2 separate regions of the Sus scrofa genome follow, and region 2 is linked to region 1. A link is a contact called in public Hi-C data. All regions are on one chromosome and are shown on one strand. The core of a region is the stretch at or near the end of the contact, and the rest is flanking DNA. Distances in the headings are between cores, read along the strand shown. Region 1 overlaps HECTD2 (probable E3 ubiquitin-protein ligase HECTD2). Region 2 has its middle 60 kb from the start of PPP1R3C.

Region 1 (3,945 bases), core at 640-3,139:
TCATAATTGTTAGATTCAAGTAGTCACTCTTATTTTTAATCTACCCTGTGAGTTTACAGATTTTTTTAGTCAACCATAAATGTTGAATAATTTTTTAAAGACTGTTAGTTACGTTTTAAAAATTGACCAAGTTGATGATCATAATATTATCTTACTGGGGATCCTACATAAAATGTATAAAGACTGAAAGTATGTATTTGCAAGGAAGCATTCACGTCTTTTCTGAATAAACCAAATACATGAAAATTTGTCATTGAAATAAAAAGCACGTCTGAAATTAAAAAACTAAACAGTAATTTGTTTGCTCTGCACTAATATTCAAAGGCTCTTTCATTAAATAATGAGCCATTTTAATAAGAATCATTAAATCTTTGAAATTTTATTTTATTAAGAGAAAACATCTATTTAATCCTTAGTATTGTTAAATGTTTTTCTTCAAAGGAGAGTTTTAAGTGTTTTTCTTATTATTTTTCTTAATTTTGTAAATATGTATATGTTGCATCTCTCTGGTAATGGGAAATAGAGATGACCCAGATAAATTGAAATCTCCACTCAATCCTCAAAATTAATTTTGATCATAACTTATAAAATGTAAAACTATAATTTTTATAAAAGAAAATCAACTGATTGATTTAGTTTGTCTTTTTTACCCTGTTTCCACCCGTGGTTCAGGATATCATTGAGCAGTAACATGCTCATGCACACTCTCTGGACATATATTTGATATATTTTAATACAAAAGATGGTTTGTAACAGAACTATTGCTAAACTGTTTTGCTTCTAATAGATGAGATGTCCTATACATGTTTACTACTCTGATTTTTAAATCAGTCATATTGATGAAATTATGTTTCTATTTTCCAGGCATGTTTACGTATCATAAGGATTCATACTGCCATTGGTTTAGCAGTTTTAAATGTGATAACTATTCTGAATTCCGATTGGTTGGAATTGTATCCTTTAAACTTTCCACTAGGAGGTGCTAGTAGACTAGAGATTTTTAAGAATTTTATCTGCATTTTGGAAAACTGTTCTCATTAAGCATTTTTATTCTACTAAACAGACTTGTCAAATTTACTAGTAGATTTTCAGTAATCTTTATTATTTGTAACATTGCAGCTATGTAATATCAGCAGATTTAGTTAATCGGAAGGAATGACTAAATTGTTGGCATTTTTCTCTGAAAACTTTATCTCAGAATAAAAATCACTTCCTATTTCTTATATAGCCTAAATTATCAGAAATGTAAGACATTTTTTAAAGTCACAGTATCTTTCTTATTCATAATGAACCATTTTTTCTGTTAATTTTTTCACTTTGTGCTTATTTCACTCAGATTCCTAAGTTGAAATTGTGGGAATTAACTCTCTTAATGTGGCCTCGAATCCTGAGATATTTATTAAAGTTAAAAATTGAGTGGAATAGGAGCATCTAATGCATATGGCATTATTTTATAGTGTTTTTTAAGATTATGCAAATTCCTGTGCCATCCTCTGATCCCTGTCTGGTATATTACGGAGGTATTCCTGCACTGGGTGGGAGATTGGACAGGAAAGCCTTGTACATTCATTTTTTAAAACTCAAAAATATAATTGTCCGTGGAAGAAAGGAGGGAAGAGTAAATAAATGAGCAAACACTGGAGATACTTAGGTTAAAAGAAGGACAAAAAAAAAAAATCTACCTTTAAGAAGTTTACCGTCTAGATGGACATTTAGCATTAAGTGCTGAGGGGTTCTGATAAGGAGAAGATTGAATATTTTCCTCCCAGAGAAGGTAAAGATTTTAAAATGGAACCAATATGTTTGATTAACCCAGGACTGGAGAGGATAGATGTAGACTGGGAGAATGGCTGGGGAAGAAGCCTGCCTGCATTGTTCTGGCCTGTTAGAGAGCAAGGTGATGGTCCACTTAGTGGGAGCAGAGGGCGCTCCAGGAGTTATGGGAGGTGCTGGCAAGAGATTTAGAGTGATCTGATGGAGCACTTTGACTTTGAATGTCCATCTTTGCTCCATTTGTTGAAATAAATCTTGAAGAATGTATATGAAAATCAAGAGGCTGGATGGAAGAAAAGGTAGGAGGGAGAAAACCACACATTGTAGCAGTAAACTTAATTTGAAATTTTGTATGTGTCATCATATCTAAAGATCCAAAGGGCCAAGTGCACAGTATGAAACATTTAACAATTATTTGACTCCTGTTTTTGTTCTCTTATCTACAGTAATCATTTGTCAAATGTTTCAACTTCATTGAAGGCCTGAGTCAGTGATGCTTCTCACTGTGCTATGAGCTTTTTGAATTTCCTGATAAATATGTCTGTCATATTTTACATTCTTATCATGGCTTAGATTTGGGTGATATTTTGGCCTTCTAATATTTGTAATGAAGTATTAGACCTTACACCACATTCTTAGAATGGTATATGTAATATTGTGGATTTGCTTATTGTTTTCTTTTGCAGTACGCATTAGTTTCTATTCAGCCATTACCCGAAAGAGCATATTAAGTGTATTTATATGCTATATATTACAAATTAAACAATTAAATCTAAAATTAAGTGATAGCTGTCTCATTATTATGTTATTTTTCTCACCAAAAAAAAAAAAAAAAAGCTATGGAAAGTAAGATCGATACTGTAAAAGGCATGATAATATAAAGGAAAAATGTGAGGTGACAGTGGATTGTGATCACATTAAGTGGTTGAGAGATCTATCAAATGTAAGGAACACTAAAAATTGAGAAGTAACAGGCATGATGATTAAAGAGATATAGTTGGCTCCATATTATTGTTCTAGTAGTTCTCACAGTATTGTATTTCTAATGCAAATATTTTTAAATATTAAGGCCTTAGCAGTTTACAAGAAGTGTTATAGTAAAACTTAGAGTAATAACTACAAAATGTCTCGAAGATTTCATGAAGAGCCATAATCTAACAATTTTTTAAAAGTAGAATTCCCAAAAGGTCATTGGAACTAAGGATAGGGGCGACATAATATAGTGCAGGGTTTTCAAATTCCACCCTATTTGCACCGCATGACACCTCAGTGACTCCAGCAGAATTCCTGCCCACTTCCCCAACCCCTGCTTCAACCACAGCAGCTTTAGTGTGAAATGCAACATGATTCTTCTGTGTATGGAAATGCCCTGAAGCAAATCCTATAAAGCTTACTTCTTCATCTGTTAAAACCCTTCCTTCAGGTTTAATTTTTATTATAGTTATAATTAATTGTAATTTTTTATAATTATATAATTATTTTAAAATTTTTTAATGAAAAAGGCTTAGAACTTATCACCATAGTAGATGATCATAAGTGGTAACTACAGTAATATTGTGATTATTAGGGTCATTGCTGTTATCACATTTATAGACATATATTAGAACTTACTTTCATTATCTTTCCCCTAGAACACACTTCTCAGACATGGTTACCTATAAAAAAAATATCTATTCCTTCAATTATTAGCCTTTATCCTGCCTTAGCATATTAAAATGTTGGCTGTCTTCTAATTTTTTAATTGCTTTCAATAATTTATCCCACCCATATGTTTAGATTTCCTTTTGAGCCTATAAAATTAATGACTTCCTTAAGAACTTGATATTATAATCTTTGTTTGACAGTTGAAATATTATGAAATTTGATCTAAAACCCCTCTTTTAACAAGTGGATAAGTTACCTTCTGCCATATAACTAAACTGATAAACAAAACATAGTTGGGCAAAGTCTGTAAATATACCATCTGTAGCTTTTTAACTTTAACACTTTGAGTAAACACCAAGTAATAAATATATGGGAGATTAATTGCCCTATTAGTTTATCAGTGTTGTGTGTGTACAGGTCTCTGTGTGTGTCCATATGCTTTCTCGATACAGCTCTGTCTCCATAGCCTGTACTTAGTTTTAAAATAGCTAAAATGATTCTAAAATCAGTAGTGTGTTCTGCAGTGAA
Region 2 (3,847 bases), core at 272-2,771, 49 kb after region 1:
AGATGACAACTATAGAATAGCAACTGTGCACCAGCTGTTTCATATGCAGTTTCTCTCTGAATCCTGAAAAAATGCTTCAGCGGAAAATATGACCTCTGCATTTGACCAATGGTGGGACAGATTGAGAGACAAGGGCCTGCCCATTGGTGCTAGTAAGTGGCCAGGTTAGGATGCAAACCCAGCTCTCATTTTTGGCAGAGTCTGTTTTTCCCAATTAGTCTGAAAATCTAATCCCACAAGGACAACAACATTCAATGCCTACTGTTTAATAAGACAGAGCTGGGCCTGTGGGCAAATACAAATACGAATAAGACGCACAGTCCCTTCCTTCCAGGCCAATGCGAGACGCAGGACCTGTTAATTATATTGGCTGGAAATACTCTCATAGCAGATAAAATAGTCAGTATTGACAGCTCCTCTGCCTCACCTTTCACCCTCCTCCCCTCGATCACCAGGTCTGGCTAGACCAGCCTTGCTGGTCCACACATGTCCAGCTCAGTTCCACCCCGAGTCTCGTGTCTGCCCTTCCCTCTGCCTATCCTGACCTACCCTCGCTCAGTTTCACCTTCTCAGAGCCTTCCCTGCCCTCCCTTGTCCCCTCAGCACACACCCCCTCAAGCCCCTCCCTCTTATTTTGCTGGCTTTATTCTCTTCCTCATACTTAAGAGCAGGTTTGAAGTCTTGCCTGGGTTCCGTCCTGGCTTCCCCACCTTCTAACCTATTACTTGGGACAAATTACTAACTCCCTGACCTTCTGTTTCCTGTCTGTCAGCAGATTCTAATTGTATGTAGCACAGAGGGGTTTTGTGAGGATCAAAGGGAATGATTAATGAAAATATTAGAGCGATGACGGGTACATAGAAACTGCTTAATACGTAACAGCTACTACACTTATTTGTTTGCTGCTTGTGTTTCTTCCCCACTAAAATGTGAGCTCCATGAAGGCAGGGACTTGGTCTGTTTACCATGGCATCTTTGGGGGCTGGTGCAGAGCAGGCCCGCAATAAATATTTATTGAATGAAGAGCTAACTTTCTGTGTGCCAGGCATGGCTGATCCCCCTTAAGCTTCACAATCACTGTATGAGGCAAGAACCATCACCATCTTTTTTTTTTTTTTTTTTTTTTTTTTAAATAGGCCAGGGCCACGAAGGCTAAACACATTTCCTAAGGACACCAGGCAAAAAAGGGTGATCCAGGATTCAGACTAAACAGCAAGGTGCAGTGAGAGGGATAAGCAAAGGCAATGGGCACTCAAAGAAGAGGAGCGAGACTGGGTGGTACTGTGACCTTCAACTTGGTATCCTCGAGGTGCTGGGTGGAAGCAGGGTTTCTGAGTGGGTGGCCTCCAAAGATGGGCAGCGTGTGTGGGCGGAGATAGAAAAGAGCTTTATCGGAAGAGGAAGGACGAAGGACGTAGAGAACGGGGCTGAAAACAGGAAAGTTCTGAGCAAGCTGGGTTCCTGGGACAGGAACGCCACAGAAGGTGACACATGCCTGAGTCACACTGGCCCAGCCACCCCTGGAATGAAAGTAGATTGCATGGGGTGGCCGAAGGGGCAGGGTTGGGCAACGCCAGCCTCTTCAGTGTCCAGACTTGAAGATGGCAAGTCCCCTTGGAGTGGACGTCTGTGTTTATGGGGAAATTCACTTGAAAATAACCCCTGTCCAGGGAAAGGGAGGAACATGGAGTTTTTCCTGTGGCCTTGCCAAGGCGGCTCCCTCTCCCTGCCCCTTCGTCTGTAGAGCCATGGATATTGGGGCCAGGAAAGGATGAGAGGCAATTCCCCAAGGAGCCGTTCTGGAAGGGAAGGGACCACAACCACACCCCTCTTCCCAGAACGGAAGAGTAGAAGTAAATAGCCCTGACTGGCCCGGCTGCCAGTGGCCCCAGAAAGAACTTGCCACAGGTAAAAGGGGGTCCTGGGCTGGAGCCCTGAGTTTAACACAGAATTAAGGCAGTTGATGTGACATAGAAGAGGACACAGGATCCCTCAGGTCCCAGCCATCCTGATCCATCCTGACCATATTTATGCTCTGGAAGCATCCACTCAGCACATGAGAGAACTGAGCCCTGTGACCTTGGGTCCAGAGCACTGCCCTGCTGCAGTTAGAGTGCTCTGCAGCACCATGCTGTGAGGATGGGGGCCACAACCAACATGGTGACACTCGCAGCAGGATAGAACCTTCCAGTTTTCTGTCTGCCCAGATTTGGAAACAGTATTGATAGCCACTTGTGATGTAGGGCTCATTTTGAAGGACGTATGCTTCAAAGAAGGATATCAGACTTTCTAAGAGCAGAGGCACTAGAACACCTAACTGGTAAAAAAATGGTTGAGATGTGACCTTGCTTGAACTTCAACCTAGTGATGACACAGTTCTCCAGGAATGAGCCAAGACCTCTCCCAGTGACATCTGGCGGCAATGAGGCAGTTGACTGGTTAGATGCAGTATGGGAGAAGATCGGGGAGCCTGAAAGAATTGTCACTCCACAGAGGGTGTGTCAGGGTGGGGCCCAGTTGGGGAGCAGCATCAGAACAGCAGAAAGGAGCATGAAAGCAGGCTGGGGCCATGGAAGACACAGCCCTGGCATCAGCTGGTCCCCATCTTCCACTGCAGAGATAATAGAGATACTCAGAACAGACTTAAACTACAACACACAGAATTTAATTTTTATAAGGCAGACTCTCCTAATGTAGGTTATCTAGAAAGGTTGTGAGATTGCTTTCCATGAAGATATAATAACTGATTCTCACCAGTCATCAGGGAAAGGTGCTGAGTAGAGTGGAGGTTGTAAAACATCTTCAGTCAAGAAAATCTTTATTAGACTAAACACTTACATAAAACTTCTACTTAGATGAGAGAAAAATGAGCAGTTAGGGACCTGGCAGCAAGATCCACTGAGCCTTGAGTATCAAGACCTTCCATTGCACACCCCCACCCCCCAACTACGATGGCTCTGAAGGAGCTCCTGGGAATACCTAGGACTTTGTAAACTATAGTTTAAAAACTGCTGGGGTAGAAAGTGTGGTCTGGCAAAGTAGACTCTAAGCCTAAGTCCCGTCTTTCTTATGAACCTTGCTTTTAACACAGGTTCCTGAACCACAGCTGCCCTGAAATAGAAGAAGGTCCATGTCCTTGGCTGAGGTCATTGGCTCAACTAGAGTAATGATCACATGTCTTCTGTGTGCCCCTCTTGGGCCACTTTCTATATCTGTGTTGAGCACTCCCATGAGGGCCCGTTGATGCCTGGTGTTCCAAGACTCTGCCATTTCTTGGCACTGGTTCCCAGACTGCATAACATGTGTCAGTGATGGGCAAACTGAAGTGGCACTGCTCCCATCATTAACACCTCCTGCAACCACACTTGTCTTGAACCACTCCCAAAGCATGCTCGGGGGGAGACCTCTTCAGAATCTACTGTGCCAAGTGCCATAGATGCCATTCCGAGGCTAACTATGAAGAGCCAGACTCCGCTCAGGGAACAAGCAGAGATGGAGGTGACAGACACCAGCTCAGACCCCAAATGACAAGGCCCAGATAAGAGACTAGTAACCCCATACTCACATAGCTTGTTGAGCACCAGATCTCCCAAGCCTGACACAGTACTTGGAAAGTGTAGATGCTCTCAGATGCTCACTGAATGAGTTAAAAAAAAAAAAAAGAAATCCCTGAGTCAGAAGACTAGGATTTGCTTTGGCTCTGTCACTAGTGAATGTGACTTAGGACAAGTAATTTCTCCTTGTTGGACCTCACGTCCCCATTTCTAAAATTAGAAAGTTTACTATATAAGTTCTATGTAGTAAGAGTTTCTCAAGAAATGAAGTGTTGTTCATTTAAGAAAATGCA

What was found. A called contact is a pair of places that touch in the nucleus more often than the background predicts.
Region 2: a contact with region 1 is called in a Hi-C map of heart right ventricle, with 3 times the contacts expected there. The contact joins two enhancer-like sites. A contact is called at or near these places in 8 of 47 Hi-C or Micro-C datasets (blood, epiblast stem cells, fetal heart ventricle and 3 more) and 1 of 2 datasets of contacts at active chromatin or transcription factors (skeletal muscle).

Annotation. Positions count from the first base shown.
Region 1 is chr14:103,167,237-103,171,181 of Sscrofa11.1, forward strand. It overlaps HECTD2 (probable E3 ubiquitin-protein ligase HECTD2), which reads left to right. Exons shown (of 21, transcript XM_003483528.4): 14 at 865-953. Among named protein-coding and RNA genes, the nearest start is that of HECTD2, 74 kb to the left of the region's middle. Within about 2 kb of position 1,890, at least 4 of the 83 cell types and tissues checked have an H3K27ac peak or open chromatin away from gene starts, as enhancers often do.
Region 2 is chr14:103,216,545-103,220,391 of Sscrofa11.1, forward strand. No RefSeq gene overlaps it. Among named protein-coding and RNA genes, the nearest start is that of PPP1R3C, 60 kb to the right of the region's middle. Within about 2 kb of position 1,522, at least 20 of the 83 cell types and tissues checked have an H3K27ac peak or open chromatin away from gene starts, as enhancers often do.